Regions from separate parts of the Mus musculus genome. Here region 1 is linked to region 2. Evidence: chromatin contacts called from public promoter capture Hi-C data. All regions are on one chromosome and are shown on one strand. Each heading gives the region's core, a stretch centred on a gene start, on an enhancer-like site or on the middle of the called end of the contact. The rest is flanking DNA. Distances are from core to core; before and after follow the strand shown. Region 1 holds the start of Mrap (melanocortin 2 receptor accessory protein). Region 2 overlaps Urb1 (URB1 ribosome biogenesis 1 homolog (S. cerevisiae)).

Region 1 (4,757 bases), core at 2,255-4,754, 39 kb before region 2:
TGAACCTCTGAAACTGTGAGCCAGCCCCAACTGAATATTGTCCTTTATAAGAGTTGCCTTGGTCATGGTGTCTCTTCACAGCAATAAAATCCCAACTAAGACAGTCAGGGTGCTCATCACAGCAACAGAAATTAAAGAGGGACATTGCAATGTAGGTGGTGTGTGGAGACAGAGGCTACCATTGTCCTTCAACTGTTGATCTTTGCCTCTTGTGAACTTTCCTTCTGATTCTCTTTCCCAGTGAAGGATCTGACCAATTTTACTTTTTAAACTGTGGAATGAAGGACTGAACATGTCAAAGTGGAGGGACAGAAAGAACTGAAACCATAAAGGGCAGAAACATGGCATTTCACCAGTTACCCCGTGCTGTACAAGACAGCACCCCAAAGTTCGTGACTTACAACAGCAGCCGTCTGGCCTGGGGAGGCGCCCCCCACTGTTAACGGATTTGCCTTGAGAACATGAGGACCCCAGAACCCATGTCAGAAAGTAACCAGAGGTGACAGACGGTTCATGCTGTTATCTCTGCCCTGGAGGTGGATACAGGCACCCTTGGGGCTCACAGGCCAGTCAGCCTAGCTCACTGGTTGAGCTCCATCCAGGTCAGTGAGAGAGAACCTCAGAAAACAAGGTGCATGGCCCTCAAGGAATGACACAAAAGTGATACTCAAGATTGTCCTCTGGCCTACACGGAGAGAGGGAGAGAAAGGGGGCATGGAGAGTGAGCGAGCGAGAGAGAGAGAGAGAGAGAGAGGGAGAGAGAGAGAGAAAGAGAGAGGAGGCACATCAACACACACACACAGAGAGAGAGAGAGAGAGAGGAGGCACATCAACACACACACCAACTTTCACTTAGCACAAATTCTCACAACTCTATGGACTGCCCATGTGAAGCAGGCTGGGAGGGGGGGAGTTGACCTCCGGGTTTAGACTGCTTCCTTCCTCACCGATCTACAGCCATCTGCATACCATGGAGGTGGCAGTGCTGTGGGGGTTCACCTCACTCTCACTGTCCAGTTTGCCCCTGGCTCCCAGGAGGCCAGCCCCTGCTGTCAGTGCTGCTGGAGAATGTGAGTCAAACTCCTGAGACCTTGGCCTGGAACTTACACAACGTCTTTGTGGGATTTGTTTGTTGTTTTCTCAATGCTGAGAACTGAACCAACCCAAGGCCTTGTAGAAGCTCTGCGAGTACTCTGCCACTGAGTCACATCCTGGGTCAATAGGACCTCTACTCAAAGCCAAAGCAAGTCACAAGGACAGCTCCTATCCAAGGGCCCCCTGTTGAAAAAAATCTAAATGCTTACCACTGTGGGAAAACGAATTACACGGTGTCCCTACAACACTAGGTAGGAACAGAACGGAGTGATCCCTTTGTATGTGCTGGCAGGGGGAGCTGGAAATCAAAGGTGTGCTGGGCTGTGTTATGTGATCAAATACATAGGTCTCAGATGGAGTTCCTGAGTCACCAACTTCATTCATCCATACCTGGGCTTATGCTAATGAGGTGATAGGTAGAGACTTGGGAGCTGTCAGAGGACCCAGTCATAGCTATTAGAGAACTGGAACTCAGCCTGGCAGTGGTGGATTTCTTGAAGTTCGAGGTCAGCCCGGTCTACAGAGTGAGTTCCAGGGCTATACAGAGAAACCCTGTCTTGAAAAACCAAAAAGGGGGAGGGGGCAAGAGAGAGAGAGAGTTGAGAGAGAGAATGAGAACTGGAACTCTTAGCCTATACCATACTTTAGTCTCTGGGGAGAGCCTTAAGGATAGATCTCACCTGGAGATTGAGACCAGTCATAGGACCTCTGTGCGCACTAGAACCCTGAGATCCTCTACAAGGAGTTTGGGGTAGCCCCCCATTGCAGGAGGGGAGGGGCTGTTGGGGGAGGAGGGGATGGACCTGGAGAAGGCCAGGAAGCTCCCTACCTCCACCTAACACCTCAAAATGAAGGGAAGCGTCCTTAGTGTAAACACCTTTGCTTCCTTGGCTTTTAGTCACAGCTGTAGCTTCTAGCCACAGCTTTGGTGGTCGCAGGGCTAAGCCACACTCTCCATGGCTTTGTTCCAGGTAACCCCTTTGACGTGTGCTAACAGTTGCCTGCGTTGTTCAGAATCTGGAGGCTGCTCTGGTCTGCCTTCAGTGAACGCTGACACACTGACCTCCCACTCCCCCCACCCCCTGCTTGTTCCTGTGCATGAGGTCAGAGAGCTGCAGATTACCAGTAAAGCATACTAACGCCACTGTGTTCTGTGAAGAGCCACAAAACTTGATGACACATACTCAGGCCACCCATAACTCTTATCCCTTCCCTCCAATCGTCTTTTATGAAAGTCTCAGAGCAGCCTGTCTCTCTGCGGTTTTAAGTGTCCCTGCCCCCTCTCCTCAGGGTCACAGAGTTGAGGCCTCTGTGCCTTTACCCTTTGCCTCACACAGACTCTGCTGTACAAAGCACTTCCAAAGGTTGGCATGCTCTGTGTTGTGCAAATCGGGCCTGGCTTGGTAGCAACAGCTTCCGTCTGACTATATGCGAGTTGTGTCCATTTAGGCTACACTAGGAATCCAGTAAGGGATTGCTCTCCCGAGTCCTGAAACTATTTCAGCACATGACTGAACCTGAGGGGAGGGGCTTGTGGGACCCTCCGCGTCCAGCCAGTACGTCAGAACTGAGGTGACAACGTAGGGTTTAGGATTAACAGCTGCCATGGGGAGAGACGTGTGATTCTGTGCGACTGCGCCCAGAACCCTAGGGCATCTGTCAACTTTGAGCAGTTTATGTCAGAAGTGAGCTCAGTTATAAGACAGTGTCTGGCCGGGCGTGGTGGCGCACGCCTTTAATCCCAGCACTCGGGAGGCAGAGGCAGGCGGATTTCTGAGTTCGAGGCCAGCCTGGTCTACAGAGTGAGTCCCAGGACTCACCAGGCAATACAGAGAAACCCTGTCTCGAAAAAACCAAAAATAAAAAATAAAAAAAAAAAAATAAGACAGTGTCTGCAGACAACAGGAACTTGCCTGGTCAACTGTTAAAAGGACCCGGGATCAGTGACGAGATAGTGCCTAACTCCAAAGGCACTATCTATCCCACGGTGCCTCGCGGATTAGCTGCTCCTACCAATAGTCTTCATAGTCTGGGTGCAGCACATAGGTCTTGTGTGAAAGACTGAACGTCAGGAGCAATAACCTAGGAGCAGGCCCCTCAGAAGCCTGGATTCCTCCTTACCCTCGGTGTCAGCTAAGAGCTGGGTCGACCCTTGTGCTCAGTCCTGTGGGCTGCTGACCAGATATACCGCGGGTTCCTGGAAGCTTGGGTAAAAGCTGGGGACACATTCAGCTAAGAGGTGCGATTGGGGGTTCTAGTTAACATGCACATCGCAGAGTACATACGGGGCCTGCCTTCGGAATCCAAGCCAGAGGTCTACTGGTTGCTTAATAGCACGGAGAACTGCCTCAGAGTAAGTCAAGGACGCTGGCAGGCTTCCCTTGCGATTGCATTAACTATTCATTTATCAGAGGCAAGAGAGGACGGTCATGTCCAGCACTGCTAGGCACTTTCTGCCGTCATCTGAGTTCTTGCCCAGTTCCTCATCCTTCCACGGAGAGGCAAGCTAGAGCCGAATGGGAAGCCGCGTCTCTAGTAGCCTTTGGAGGTTTGTCCAGGAGAGACAGGAACCAGAAGCCCTACAGGGGAACGGCCCCCTGACCTTCCAGCCATGCAGCTCTGATAAGTAGGCAGGCCCCATGCCGGGAGAGCCACAGACAAGCCGGGTGATTCTGATAGAAATTAGTTAAGCAATCTTGTCTCTGGGGCTCACGGCCCAGCTGTGGGTGCGAGCCTCTGACAGACACTGTCGTCAAAGCCACAGTCATGGCCAACGGGACCGACGCCTCTGTCCCGCTCACCAGCTATGAGTATTACCTGGACTACATAGACCTCATTCCTGTGGACGAGAAGAAGCTGAAAGCCAACAAGCGTAAGTCGGAACACAGGAAGGTGACCAGGCAGAGGCTGGGGCTGGGGCTGAGCCGGGGGTGAGGCCCTCTTGGCTTTGCCCGTCCCTTACTAACTCTGGCAGACATGCTCAGCAGGGTTAACATGGCTGGTGCTCACACAGACATAAGCGAATCAGGCATGGGACTCAAACTGTATCTGTAACTTTCAGTAGTAAACTTTCTCTGAGTTAACTTGCCATAAAATCAAGCAAAATGTTTCTTTTAAAAATTCACATCTATTTATTTAGGGGGTGGGGGTACAGCTGTGAAGGTCAGAAGACAGCGTGGGGACTTGTTCTATTTCCTCCAGCACATGAGCCCCTGGTATGGAAACTGCCCGGCTTGGGAGCCTTTCATCCGCGGAGCTCTCTCGCTAACTCAGAGTGACCTTTTAAGATGAATGCATTTGTTCACCTCTCTGTCTCTGTCTCTGTCTCTGTCTCTGTCTCTGTCTCTGTCTCTGTCTCTGTCTCTGTCTCTGTCTCGTCTCTGTCTCTGTCTCTGTCTCTCTGTCTCTCTGTCTCTCTGTCTCTCTCTCATACACCTTATTTTTATATTTATTTTATTTCTGTTTCTATTTATTTTATATTTATTAGTGTATATTAATTGAATAAAATAATGGGTTTCATTATAACATTTCCTAATGCAGATAATGTAGATAGTGTGGTTTTCTTTGTCTTTGTTTCTTTGAGAAGGGGGATCTTATTACATAGCTTTGGCTCTGCTGGTACTCACTACATAGCACAGGCTTTGCTCAAACTCACAGCAATC
Region 2 (5,035 bases), core at 2,134-4,633:
TCACCCAATGCCTGCCTACCCGGTACACCCTGTTTTCTAATTAGGACTGGATAGGTGGCACCTGGGGCTGCACCTTACTTCCTAAGGTCAAGAGACAGGACAAGATGTCTCATCTTTCTGAGCCTAAAGAGGTTCCAGTGAGGATAAGGAGCAGGACTGCCCTGTGCGCATACGTAAGTGACAGGGTCTAAGATGGCAAACCAGTCTATCTTTCCAGTGGAAACTCATAAGTTGCCCAAGCCAGCTCTTCCCATACCTCCTGTTGGCCGCATGAAGCTTCCTTGCGCCCTGTGCTGGAGGTACACATGGATAAGGGGGAAGAAGTCATCTAGGTGCTCCTGCAAGGTGGGCCCCACACCAGGCTGCCCACACCACAGCTCAAACTTCACAAGGTGGGTGCCGCTGTACTGAAGCAGGAGGCTGGCAATGCCCAGGGCTGTCTGTGTCCGTCGGGCCAGGCAGTACTCAAGCACGCCCTCGGGGACCACAGGGGCCAGCACGGGGTCTTTCTGAAGAGTCTGAAGGAATACCGTGTCCAGCTCATGCTCAGCCAGAGTGGGGAGCAGAGCCCCCAGGCCTCGCACATACTCGGCGCACCAGAGTAGCTCACTGCTCTGCAGCTGATCCTGGTGGCTGCTTGCCAGCAGTTGTACCAGGGTCTTTCCAAGACTGCTTAAGTGTCTCTCCTTCCCAAGAGACTGTGTGCCTTGCTGGGTCAGCAGGTGGGCCTCTGGCAGGGCCAGTAGGGCCAGGGTGACTTCTCGAATCTGGACACCTTCCATGTACGGGTGCAGCTCTCGCAGGGCCTCCAGCTGAGGCAGAGTCTTGGGCGTTGAGGTTGAGTTCAGAGTCCTTGTGCGGAGCTCTATCAGCACACTTTGAGTGATGGCTTCTGAGTACTTTGCCAGAAGGCCCAACTGGCCCAGTTTATGGAGAATTGGGGAACTTGCCACCAGTAGCTGAAGAACCCCTGCACTGAAGTGGGCTGCTAGGAGCTTCACAAGAATAGGGCTGAGCGTGTGGGGGGGCAAGGCTTTCTGCTCCAGGGCGAGAAACCAAGTCTCCAGTGTGGGATGTTTAAGGATAGCCAGCAGCAGCTCCTCTATCGTCTGAAAAACAAAGTCAAGGGCATACTTCATTCATCACAGAGCCAGAGGGAGGCCACAGCTACCGAAAGCGTTCTGTGTTCTCAGTGAGACAGATGAAGGAGCACTTTGTAAACCTGCTCTGTCCTACCCCAACTTGTAATGTCACTCTCAGGCATGCCTGCCACCTCCTGACTGTGGTGCTCTCAGGACACTATGGTCCTCTGGGCTGTCTGCACCTCCCATCCACTCCCTGCACAACAATGACAACCAGCCTAGGGGACAGTGTGTGCCCGCCTAGTCATCATTCCCCAGCAGCTCAGACATAACACAGCAAAACTGCCTTCCCTGTCATTCAACGGAGGAGATGGCCATGCAGAAACAACAAGGGAGTAATAGCAGGTCACCTGCCGCCTGTCAGTGCCTCGCTGGTGGCTTTGCTCTACTGAACAGACCTGGTGGAGGGATGGTTCTATCCTAACAATTGGGGCAGAGTGATCAAAGTTAGACAATGTCCTTGGGGAGGTTGGACAGAAACTAACGCACAACTATGTACTGAAGCCAACCCTGTCTCCACTTTCAAGGCCCCCCAAGAAATGAGTTCTGGCCCAGGTGAATTCTAAGTCCTAACAGGCAGGCTGGAAAATGACCGAGCCCGGTCTATCTCTCCTAGTCTTACCAAACACGATTCCTGTAAGATGGCCTACTGATTCCCAGGGACACCAACAAGTTTCTTATACCATGTTTGTTTCTGAGGGAAGCAAAGGAACCTATCCCCTTTCCAACAAGGCTTTGCCAAACAGAACCCAGAGATCCATCTCCCAGAAACCAATGTGGAGGTCAAGGGAGAAAGCAGCCTATTTCAGTCAGACTGAAATGAGAACTTACTTCTCTCCAAGCCCACTGGGAGTTACCTGGCATACTACAACAGGAGAGCGCTGCTGCAGCAGACATGAGCCCCAGTCAGCAGCACACAGTTACCTGACCCTCACTCGGACGTCCTCAGGAGGCTCAGGGTATAGATACAAACAAGAGCTGAGTGCTGGCTTGACTATAAAGGACTAATTGGAAAGAAAAAACCCAAATTAAGCTGCTCTCCCTGGGCACGGGTAATAGATGGCTTGCAACATCTCAGGTGTAGTTTTCTACATTTCTCTATTTCCTACAGTGAACATACAACTCAGAAATAGCCAGTACCTGAAAGCTTGTGGGAAAAGGCTGACAGGCCGAGTGGGGGAGGGGAATACCTTGTCAGTAGCCAACTCAAGGGAAGCCACAGACTCCATGTCCAAAAAGAGATCCGACTCGGCCCGGGCAGCCTCTAGCTTCTGCTGGTTCTGGGCGTCCAGCCGCTCAGCGTGGATGACCAGCTGCTTAAGGAGGCCCAGGAGGGACTGAAGCAGAGCTGGGCCCACACTTCTGCCCAGCTGGAAGAAACACATGGCCCTCAGACAAGGAAGGGCTGACCAGTCACAGAGTAGTGACTGCCAGGCCCCTGTGGAATCACAGCAGGAAACTGGAGGGGAAGGCCAACGAGGGAAGACTTGGATGCAGAGTTTCCAAGTTCCTCTCACATGGGAGATTGGGCTTCCTCCACAACTATAAGGCAATCCATCTTCCCTTCCCACCGTCCTTCCCCAGATTAGCCCAAGCTGTAGCCAAGAGAGCACTTGGCATGTCCTCACTACTCACATGTCCTCACTACTCACAGGGGCATGGGGTAAGGCAAATTCGTCTTCCTAACACCTCAGTGAGATACAAATGTTAACTCAGCTAAAGTAAGGCGAAGGATGGCTTGGCAGGTAAAGGCACTAGGCTTGATGAGTGCAGTCCCCAGGAGCCACACTGTGAAAGAAAATCGACTCCTACATGCCAGCCTCTGGCCTCCACATGCACGCATGTGCACATAAATACACAACACTATAGTAAATAAATAAATGTATGAAGGCTGTTTTTGGGGGGGGAGGGTGGTTTTGATTTTTCAAGACAGGGTTTCTATTTGTAAACTTGGCTATCCTGGAACTCACAGAGATCAGTCTGCCTGTCTTCCGAGTGCTGGGATTAAAAGTAATTAAAGGTAATGTGTACCACCCCCTGGCTTTTTTTATTTAATAAGAGGACCGGATCAGCCAGGAAACCTAATGTAGGAAAGTGTAAAAGCACAGCAGCCGAGTTCAAACGTGAGCTGCTGGACTCACAATCCATGGAAGACAAGCCTGGACATGCTGCAATGGCCGGGCACCACAGGAAGGGCCTTGTCCTGAGTCCACACACTACCCCGACAGACGAGCGCTGCTGCCTCTGCACAGCTGTTCAAGGAGGGGCCCAGCACGGGAACTGCAGAGCTAAGAGTCAGGTCCTAGAACTGGGGTCTGCCTTGTGGCATTATCCGGATTCCTGTCCCTCCCCGTGGTGCAGACTCAAAAGAGCACATGCTCTGCATGTGGGGGGCTGGAGGAGAAGGGAAGGCACTAACCTGGCTGAAGTTCTCCACGGTGCTCTTGAGGTACAGCAGTACCTGCTTGGCTGAGCGCAGCATGTGCTGCAGAGCCAGGCTTGGGACAGCGGCGAGAAGCTGTGCCTGAACACTCTTATCCCCAAGTGTCTGGCTTTCATAGGCTGTTTGCAGCAGCGTGGAGAAGCAGGAAGATGGCGGGAGTGTACATGGTCCTGAGCTGCTGGACACCTGCAGCGGCTGAGGGATCAAAAGGATAGGATGGGAAGGAAATGACCTCAGAAGCAAAGGCTACACACACTGCTGACAACTGTGGTAATGTGTAATGAAGGGCATTTCACACTAAGCATGCAGGGCAGTGTGGCACTGTACTCAAGGGAACTCCATCCCAACACTGACAGCCAGAGATTATCCTAAAGTGTACCTGCTGACAGAATGCACAGGTACCTAGCACTCGGTACAAACAGACCTTTCAGTGAGGAGCTGACTGCCTCAGACATAGGGTTTGATCACTGTGTTACCAGGAAGATTTGCTGCAAACTAGAAAAGCACCCCACCTAAAGCAAAGGCCTGCTGCAAGCTACCTGCCCACCCCTCAATATCTTGTCAAAGGACTGGGGAGGGGGAATAGTTAAAGGAAAAGGATCCAGAGCAGTCCTGCTCCAAACAAGTTATTCCCTAATAACTGCCAAACTGCCATTTAAATCTATACATGACTCACACACATGACTTCCTTTAGCTAATGAGCTCAGACACTGTGTCCAGAAGCCCAGTGGTTCTCAAAGCACGGTCTGAGGACCAGGGTAGCAGCAGCATTACCTGAGACAGTGGGACAAAGGCTGGGTCTTAGGACCCCACTCCATAGCGGCTAGCTAGGTCACGATTATGACCAGAGCCTGGCAACCAGGTTTAAATAAGTACCACAAAGGATGAATCCAGCTGGGATCCACTCCAGAGGGTGGACACCAACACGGCTGGCACAGGCAGAGTGGCACTGAACTAAACCATCTGGTGACTGTTGGTGACCATGGCCTCTTTACAGAGGAAAGTGGCAATCCCTATTCTGAACATAAGCTCTGCAAACAGACTGACTAAACCTTGTCCCATCGCTAACTGCTGGTGCAAGCTCTCTTCACGTGTATATAAAGGGTGATCAGTCTTGGCCTGCCTCTCAGAGGTAGTGGATCAAATGGCTTAAAATACACACAGAATACCACCAAAATGGCTGCCATCATAAGAAAAAGGCCCTACGCTGTCTGCATTTTTAAGCATAGCTGAGATGGAATGAATCCACTCAAATCCACAGCAAGGTTGACTCTGCCCCAGTGTGTAGACACACAGCATCCGAGCAAGAATCCCACTCCACAGATCCTCCCCATCGCCCCATTTCCTTTCCCTGTACGGAGCTCATGGGTTGTGCTGAGGGGCAGGCATATTAGCTAAGAACACTAGGGTCTCCAGAAGACAGAGAGATAAAAACTTCTTTTATATGGGA

What was found. Promoter capture Hi-C pulls out the DNA fragments that hold promoters and counts their contacts.
Region 1: a contact with region 2 is called in a promoter capture Hi-C map of embryonic stem cells, with 3 times the contacts expected there. The contact joins the promoter of Mrap here to the enhancer-like site in region 2. A contact is called at or near these places in 19 of 39 promoter capture datasets (the 3T3-L1 cell line, 3T3-L1-derived adipocytes, the HPC-7 cell line and 12 more), 4 of 484 Hi-C or Micro-C datasets (brown adipocytes and liver), 1 of 115 datasets of contacts at active chromatin or transcription factors (embryonic stem cells) and 4 of 9 other capture datasets (adipose tissue, embryonic stem cells, liver and 1 more).

What each region holds. Positions count from the first base shown.
Region 1 is chr16:90,734,703-90,739,459 of GRCm38.p6, forward strand. Mrap (melanocortin 2 receptor accessory protein) reads left to right here and starts at 3,505. Exons shown (of 3, transcript NM_029844.4): 1 at 3,505-3,967. The coding sequence starts at 3,862.
Region 2 is chr16:90,773,793-90,778,827 of GRCm38.p6, forward strand. It overlaps Urb1 (URB1 ribosome biogenesis 1 homolog (S. cerevisiae)), which reads right to left. Exons shown (of 39, transcript NM_029497.1): 20 at 3,562-3,780; 21 at 2,333-2,512; 22 at 257-1,109. Among named protein-coding and RNA genes, the nearest start is that of Urb1, 34 kb to the right of the region's middle. Within about 2 kb of position 3,384, at least 11 of the 459 cell types and tissues checked have an H3K27ac peak or open chromatin away from gene starts, as enhancers often do. A contact at or near this core is called in embryonic stem cells, where this site is marked.